2 separate regions of the Rattus norvegicus genome follow, and region 1 is linked to region 2. A link is a contact called in public Hi-C data. All regions are on one chromosome and are shown on one strand. Each heading gives the region's core, a stretch centred on a gene start, on an enhancer-like site or on the middle of the called end of the contact. The rest is flanking DNA. Distances are from core to core; before and after follow the strand shown. Region 1 overlaps Mast4 (microtubule associated serine/threonine kinase family member 4). Region 2 has its middle 17 kb from the start of Cd180.

Region 1 (3,870 bases), core at 775-3,274, 420 kb after region 2:
GTAGGCCCTGGTACAGTGTGGATTCAGGTCTATCTCTTGTTGGGTGTCCACCTCCTACCTATTTGGAACCCTGCCTCCAGCAGATCTGTGTTGGTTACCCTGCGCCAAGGTTTCTTTGCATTGTGTCCATCCTCGGGCAGCTGAATGCTCACGGAGTTTGTTTGTATGCATGCTTGTTTTTGTTGTTGCTGTTTTGCTTTGTTTTTTCAAATATTTATTTAATGTACATGAGTACACTGTCCCTGTCTTCAGACACACCAGAAGAAGGCATCAGAACCCATTACAGATGGTTGTGAGCCACCATGCAGTTGCTGGGAATTGAACTCAGGACCTCTGGAAGAGCAGTCTCTCCAGCCCTGTATGTTTGTTTTTTAGAAAGCAAAGGCACCTGAAGTTTTTATATCTACTCTGCAACCACTCCGGGTTCCTTCTTCCCATCTTTCCTTTTGAACATCTGTCTACCCAGAGACCCAGTGTCGAGGGAGAGAGAGGGTCTCATCAATCCCCAAAGAAGGCTCCTTCTCCCTTGACTTTCGACCTGACCCTGGAGCAGCAGTGACAGAGGAGTGTCAGTTTGCCCCACGCCCCACCAGACCCCCAGAGTTTATAGAGTGCTCTGCAAGCTTTCTAGAATTCATGACAGCTCGGAGGGATGCTCCTAAACGTGTTCATGCACAAGTGTGGTGATGTCAGCTACTTCTCAACGAGGACTATAGATAATGACAAAATATCTCTATCAACCTATCCTGCTACCTGCAAGAGAGAGAAGGCTTCAATGTCTCATCTAATCATTCCCTGGGGAAGTCAATATTGCCAAATGGATACATTCTCCCATTAAACCGCTACATTGTGTTTTCCACTCATAAAATTACTACTGGACACCAATGGGTGTGTTTGCTGCCTCCTTTTAAATTAAAACATTATGGGTCATGTGGGGCACAAAGGGGATGATCATTCATGAGAAGGCATGCAAAGATCTACTGTGGCAACAGTCATGCCCCCATGTCTCAGAATGAAACAGGGACTCTGAATGGCACAGTCAAGCTTTGCTCGAGAGCTTTGATCAAATGCCTTTCTGTGCTTGTATTTCAATCCCTTCTTAATGTTTGTATTTTATTTCCACTCCTTTCACTTATAAATGATAATGATTGACTTTTTCTTGGTCATATACTATGTATCAATCAGTCATCTCACTGAACACTGAACAGTAACAGTCCCACAAATCAGGTAAGCCCCTTCCCTGCCAGAGATGAGGAACTGGCATTCTGAGGGATTATGTATTTTCTAAGATTCTACGCCAAGGACAGGCAGGATAGAGCCACCAATTCAGATCAGACTGGAGTCTACATTCCTACCTCCATCCTCTCCTCTCCTCACCACTCCCCTCCCCTCCCCTCCCCTCCCCTCCTCTCCTCTCCTCTCCTTCCCTCTCATTGTTAAACCAAGGAGGGAAAGAGAGACTGATGGAGATGTGAAAGGCACTAGATCTTTTATCTCCTAAGGGGGGTGGGGAGGATGATCATAGGAGATCAGCGATCAGAATATACCATCAAAGGTGCAGGAATCCCAAGTGGTCCCTATATGCCTTGGGCTTCTAACAGAAAAGGAATGTGAGAAAGGAGGAGTGAGAGCCCATGAGTAGGACTGAGAGAGAGGGCATCCAGAGACAGGCTAGATAGAACAGCTCTGGGTTTCCCCTCAGTCTGAACAGCCCTTGGGTCTCTGCCTTCTCAATTACACGCTTCCAAATACAACCAGCACTTAGTTACAATCACACTACCTACGCAGAGCCAAGGGCATTCTCCTAGTTGCTATGCCCAGCACGGCATATGTCCCGGGGGCGGGACAGTGTTGGCAGCCCTTTCTTTCCTAGTCCAATAACTTTTCTGGAATTTACCACCAAGGGAATTCTCCTTAAATCCCCCTCTCCGTTTTCAGCAAATGACTCAGAGCAAGGCTGATCTACTCTGAGCAGTGCTGGGAAGGAGAGGGGGAATTCCCAGTCATGACGTCACTCTTCATTCCCCAAAGGCTGCCCTGTGTAGCCAGCCTGCCAGCCCGATCCAAGCTCTGCCACACGCCAGTGTACAGGCTGTGGCAAGTCCCTCTTCCGTGGAGCCTCCTCTTTCTTAGGTGTCAAGGTATCATGGGCTTGGGGAAGAGGAAAGAGAAAGGAGTAACCTGATGGGAAATGTGGAAGCCAGCACCAGTGTACTGAGGGGACACTCAGCACAGCCCTGTATGGGAACTCATGGCCTTCCTCTGTGGCACACAAGCAGGACTTCACAGTGCTCTTCCTCCTTCCACTCAGAGCCTCTCAGAGAGCCTCTGCCTCCCAAGGCCCGTGGGCCACAGTCCTGGCTTCCAGAATCTTCTGTCCAGGAATTCAATCATGGATAAGGAGAAGGCCGAGGCCTCACTCTCATCTGTGGGAAAGTGGAGCTCAGAAAACACTGGGGAGCTGGGGTGTGCAGGTCCAAGGCACACAATGTTGTCACCTTTGTGATGAGAGCAGATGATGCTTTTGACAAAGTTGGACACCCACCCTTATTACTCTCCAACATGCGTACTGAGTTATTATGATAATGCATCCTAATGTTAGCACTGTTGAATCCTAGAAATATTTACTGCTTATTAAAAGAACACACGAATAACAAGATCTTAATAACTACCAGTGTCATCAGTGGTCAGAGGTAACCAGGGCCCCAGCAATGGGCCCACTTCATTTAAAGTTCCAGTAGATGCCACCCAGGGACAAGCACTGTAGCCACAAATGATCTTCTCTTGTATTTTAAGATAGTAATTTGAAGTGGTCCAGCTCTAACCTCTAAGGAAAAAACAGGTTTGTTTATGCACATAAATGCACGCTCTCACCAAGCATAGTGTATATATCTGCATCCCGAAACGATGTCAAATCCATCAGGAAGGAGGACTCCAACAAAGGGCTGGACGCCTCCAAGCTTTCTAGAGACAGGCGTACTCCTCCTCACTCAAACAGAATCTGAGGGCCTAACACCTTCCCACTGACAAAACCCCCAGAGTAGCATTTTCAAAAACACATTTAATTTGGTTCAAATTGCAGGTGGGGTCAGTAGCAAGCATATGCCTATGAAATCTGCTGCAGCCCACGCTTCTCTCGCAGAGCTCCCTTTCCATCCCGCCTGTAATCTGAAGACCGTCTCAACGCATGCAACCCGTGATTCCTACTGTGAAACATGCATGATTTTGCTGAAGGCTCTTTCATAAGAAAGCTACGTTGTCTTGACGTCTGCATCACCATTTTTTATCTAATTATTTCTGGCATATTAGCCATCAAATCACTACTGACAACATGATAGGAATCACGGAATTGGAAAAAAAAATTACATCCTGGGAGGAAATAATAAAATATAAATCACATACATAATTTTCTTTTGAACATTTTAACAATGACATCCTCATATACATATGAAATATAGCAGGCTGTCCTCATAAATGCCCTAGCATCAATCACAGCAGGAAAATACCCTCTACTTTGCGAACACACAAAACCAACAAAATGTAGCATTTTCTCATAAAACCGGGTAATACAACTTCATTTTTTTCTCATACGGCATTTATGAAGATCTGACGATTGGAAAGAGCGCCAATATATTTTTTTCAATTATGTCCCTGCGTCTCTAAGTGGTGCCTAGCTAACAATGGGACTGGTACTTAGGAAAACTCTGTGTTTCACATTCACAGAGCATGGGCGTGGGTGTGTGAAGTGACATGGGCATAGCACTGTGGCACGCCTATCAACCACGCAGGCTTCAGACAGGCCTGCGTTGACACAACGATGCTACAAAGGGTGCCTGGATCAACCAAGTATTTTACCAAGCTTATAAAATG
Region 2 (3,670 bases), core at 446-2,945:
CTAATACTTTAATTGGTAGAGAAGGTTGAATAATGAATGGTCTTCCAGAAGGTATTTGTGCTTTAATCCTAAACCTGAGAATTCTACCTTGGCGGGGAGCGTTTTTGCAGATGTGGTTTAATTGAGGAAGTTAAATGGGCAAATTACCAGGATTTTCTAGGTAGGCGCACATGTGATCATGTTCTACCTTGTGACAAGGATCCGATAGGCTGGAATGGTGTGGCATACCTATAATCAGAGCCCCCCGGGAGCTGAGCCAAACATTGCAAGCTGGGTGTCTGTATAAGCTAAATACAAAGAACTTGCCTCAACCTCTACACCTAAAAATCCAAGGTCACGGGAGTATTTAGGGACATCCATACAATGTAAAGAGAGCAAAGAGAAAATCAGTAATGGGGTTGGGGATTTAGCTCAGTGGTAGAGCGCTTGCCTAGGAAGCGCAAGGCCCTGGGTTCGGTCCCCAGCTCCAAAAAAAAAAGAACCAAAAAAAAAAAAAAAAAAGAAAAGAAAATCAGTAATGCTGGCTTAGATCGAAAGATGTGGCCACAGGCAAGTTTGAAAGTTAATTTTGTATATTACCTGACTACACATGAGTTCCCCAGAGATGTGGTCAAATAGAATTCTGTGTGCCCGTAAGCTTGTTTCTGGAGGCTACTAAAGCAGATTGCCCCCCTCCCCCCACCCTGCTCTGGGCCTCACCCAATCAACTGGTCAGAACAAACAGGCTGAGTAGGAAGGGATTTCTCCTCTCTGACTTCCAAACTGGGTACTGGTCGTCTCCTCCCCTCACCCTGGAGCTTAGAACACTTGTTCTAGCTTGATGACTGTACTGCATGTGACACATCTCAGCCTCCCTCTATGACTGCATGAGCCAATTCCAGATGGAAGGATGGATAGATGAGAAATAGATAGATAGATAGATAGATAGATAGATAGATAGATAGATGATAGATAAGCAGACAGATGATTGATAGATAGATAGATAGATAGATAGATAGATGATAGATAGGCAGACAAATGATTGATAGATAGATACATAGATACATACATAAATAGATAGACAGATAGATACATAGATACATAGATACATGCATAGATACATACATAGACACATAGGCAGATGATAGATAGATACATAGATACATACATAGATACATAGATACATACATAGATACATAGATACATACATAGATACATACATAGATACATACATAGATACATACATAGATACATACATAGATATATACATAGATACATAGATAGATAGATAGATAGATAGATAGATAGATAGATAGATAGATAGATAGAGACGATATACATGTAAATTACATAAGTCCTCTCCCTCAGGAAAACAGATTAATATATCAAAGAATGTTAGCAGCCACCAACAGCAGAAAGATACAAACCCATCTCTAAAGGCCACACATCGAGTGCAGCACCTGAAGTTCAGTCCGGCCGAATCTGTTTCAAGTTCCTTATCTGCTGAACTGTAAAGGATATATGTGTACCGTTGAGCCAACCAATTTGTGGTGATATGTCTCAGAGGCCACAGGAAATTAGTAAGATAGGAAATGCTGTAAGACAGACATCAATATTATTTTTGGAGTATGAACCAAGATTCCAATCATACACTGATCGGAAAGACAAGCCAAATGCCAGCTTAGATATGTCACATGTGACTCATAGAATGGGTCTGAGCCACCATTATGCTCCAAGGACACCACAAATAGAAAGCCATGGGAAGTGGGGAAGGCAGCTGTTCTATGCCCCATGTCTAGACTTTTTGACATTGGAAGACCTGGTGGAAGAGAAGTCTGGGGAAGAAAGTAGAAGCCATACATTCTTGGAGCCACAAGACATGAGAGTTTTGGATGGCACTAGAGTGTATGGCAAAATGAATGGCAGTGAAGCAGCCAAGGCCTGCTGTGTGGAGCTGACTGCCTGGGAACGCACATAGACAGCAGACAGTCCCTGTGGAGGACGGATCCAGGAAAGGGCTTGTTCTTGTTCTCTGATGGGAGAGTGTAGAGTGTAGTGCCATATTGGATTTGGGCCTGGCTGCTTTGTAACTGCATGGCCACAGTTAAGAAGTCATGGGATTGTTGGACAGAGGCCTCTCCCATGTATTTACGGCACAGGAAGAAAAGACCAAGTAGTAAACACCCGATATCTCCACTGCATGACCTCTGCTGAGCCCGGCTGATGCATGTGGAACTGACACACCTGGACCACACCTGGGTGGTGGTCAATTTACTTCTGCCTTTTACTTCCTCAGCCTTTATCCTTGAGATTTAGGCTGGTCTTCTGGGATTTCTCCCTAATTAATTCAGGTCTCCTAGTTGGTCTTTTGTTACCGAAGTCACAAGCCAGGTAGTCACGAGCCAGGGTTTCCCACTGTGCTTCCCAGTTATTTTCTACCTGGAGACTTGGGTATATAAGTGGTGAATAAAGCTACAGGAGACTCTCACTATTCCTCTCACTCTCACTCTTCCTTCCGCTCTTCCTCTCTCTCTCTCTCTCTCTCTCTCTCTCTCTCTCTCTCTCCCTCTCTTCCTCTCCTGGCTTGACACGATAACCTCTGTGTGTGTGTGTGTTTCTTTCATCCCGTAGGCTTTCGCCCGATTCTCGGTACCAGGTCGGTGCTGGCGCCGACAGTAGAGCACTGGATCTGCTGACCCAATAGCGAGAACAGTAGGACACGCAGATGCAGGATGCTGTTGCCTCCTGGAGCTGAGAAAACCATCAATGAAGAGGATGCCTCTTTCCCAACAGCACTAGGATCCCTGGGGCCATTTAAGAAATCGCAGTGGTTTCAGATTTTCTAACTTGGGCTCCAGACATTAGAGCTAGCCAGGTAGTTTCAATGTATGTCAGGAGACTCAAAGCAGTCCTGATAGGTATTGTGTCCAAAGGGGACCGGGTATAGATAATTCAAAGCAAGGTCATATATGTGCTATGTGTGTGATCAAAGGAACGCACTGAGGGCTGGGAGTGAAGGAACAACAGCCACGTCACACTGAGTAGAAAATGGAAGATGCCTAGCTGGAAGACTGAATGCACTACTAGTTCTAGAAAGGTCCAGGGACTGATAGCTACACCGTCCGTCCATTTGCCCAACTACAATTGTTGAATGGATTCCCTAATACACTATGGGGGAAGGCAGGCCTGCAACGTCACCAGTTCTACAACTAAGAAGAGGTCCTCAAGCAATAAAAAAAAAAAAAAAAAAGACTCAGAAGCTGTCATAGAATCAAGCACAGAGGAGAGTGTGACTTTAACTTCTGCGCTCTCAAATTATCCCCGTGGCAGGGAGGACACTGGGATATAGTTATTGTGTTCTACACACACCTTAGGAGTATGGAAAATGATGGTCATCTCTTAGTCTCCAGAGGTAGCTAATGCAGTCTTCAAGCCACAAGGACACATCAGCAGTACAGTGCGAAACAGGTCCCCAGTGGAGGAAAGTCTCCTAGCCTTCAACATAGGCAGCAAGGCTGAACTGCCCCGATTTTCTCCCGATAATCTCCGTGCGACCTTCAGAAAGTGACCACTAGGTGGCAGCTGCATGCTGCGAAGAAATGAACCCGACTCCACTTGGTGCTCAGAAGTCAAACTTCCGCTAAGTCCTGTGCCTGAGAGAAAAGCCGGAGAGCACAGGGTGGCGACAGGT

The links. A called contact is a pair of places that touch in the nucleus more often than the background predicts.
Region 1: a Hi-C map of the A7r5 cell line shows a contact between it and region 2, with 5 times the contacts expected there. The contact joins two enhancer-like sites. A contact is called at or near these places in 10 of 12 Hi-C or Micro-C datasets (the A7r5 cell line, the Rat2 cell line, Schwann cells and 6 more).

What each region holds. Positions count from the first base shown.
Region 1 is chr2:35,990,342-35,994,211 of GRCr8, forward strand. All of the region lies in intron 3 of Mast4 (microtubule associated serine/threonine kinase family member 4), which reads right to left. Among named protein-coding and RNA genes, the nearest start is that of Mast4, 230 kb to the right of the region's middle. Within about 2 kb of position 2,025, at least 29 of the 93 cell types and tissues checked have an H3K27ac peak or open chromatin away from gene starts, as enhancers often do. A contact at or near this core is called in the A7r5 cell line, where this site is marked.
Region 2 is chr2:35,570,601-35,574,270 of GRCr8, forward strand. No RefSeq gene overlaps it. Among named protein-coding and RNA genes, the nearest start is that of Cd180, 17 kb to the right of the region's middle. Within about 2 kb of position 1,696, at least 8 of the 93 cell types and tissues checked have an H3K27ac peak or open chromatin away from gene starts, as enhancers often do. A contact at or near this core is called in the A7r5 cell line, where this site is marked.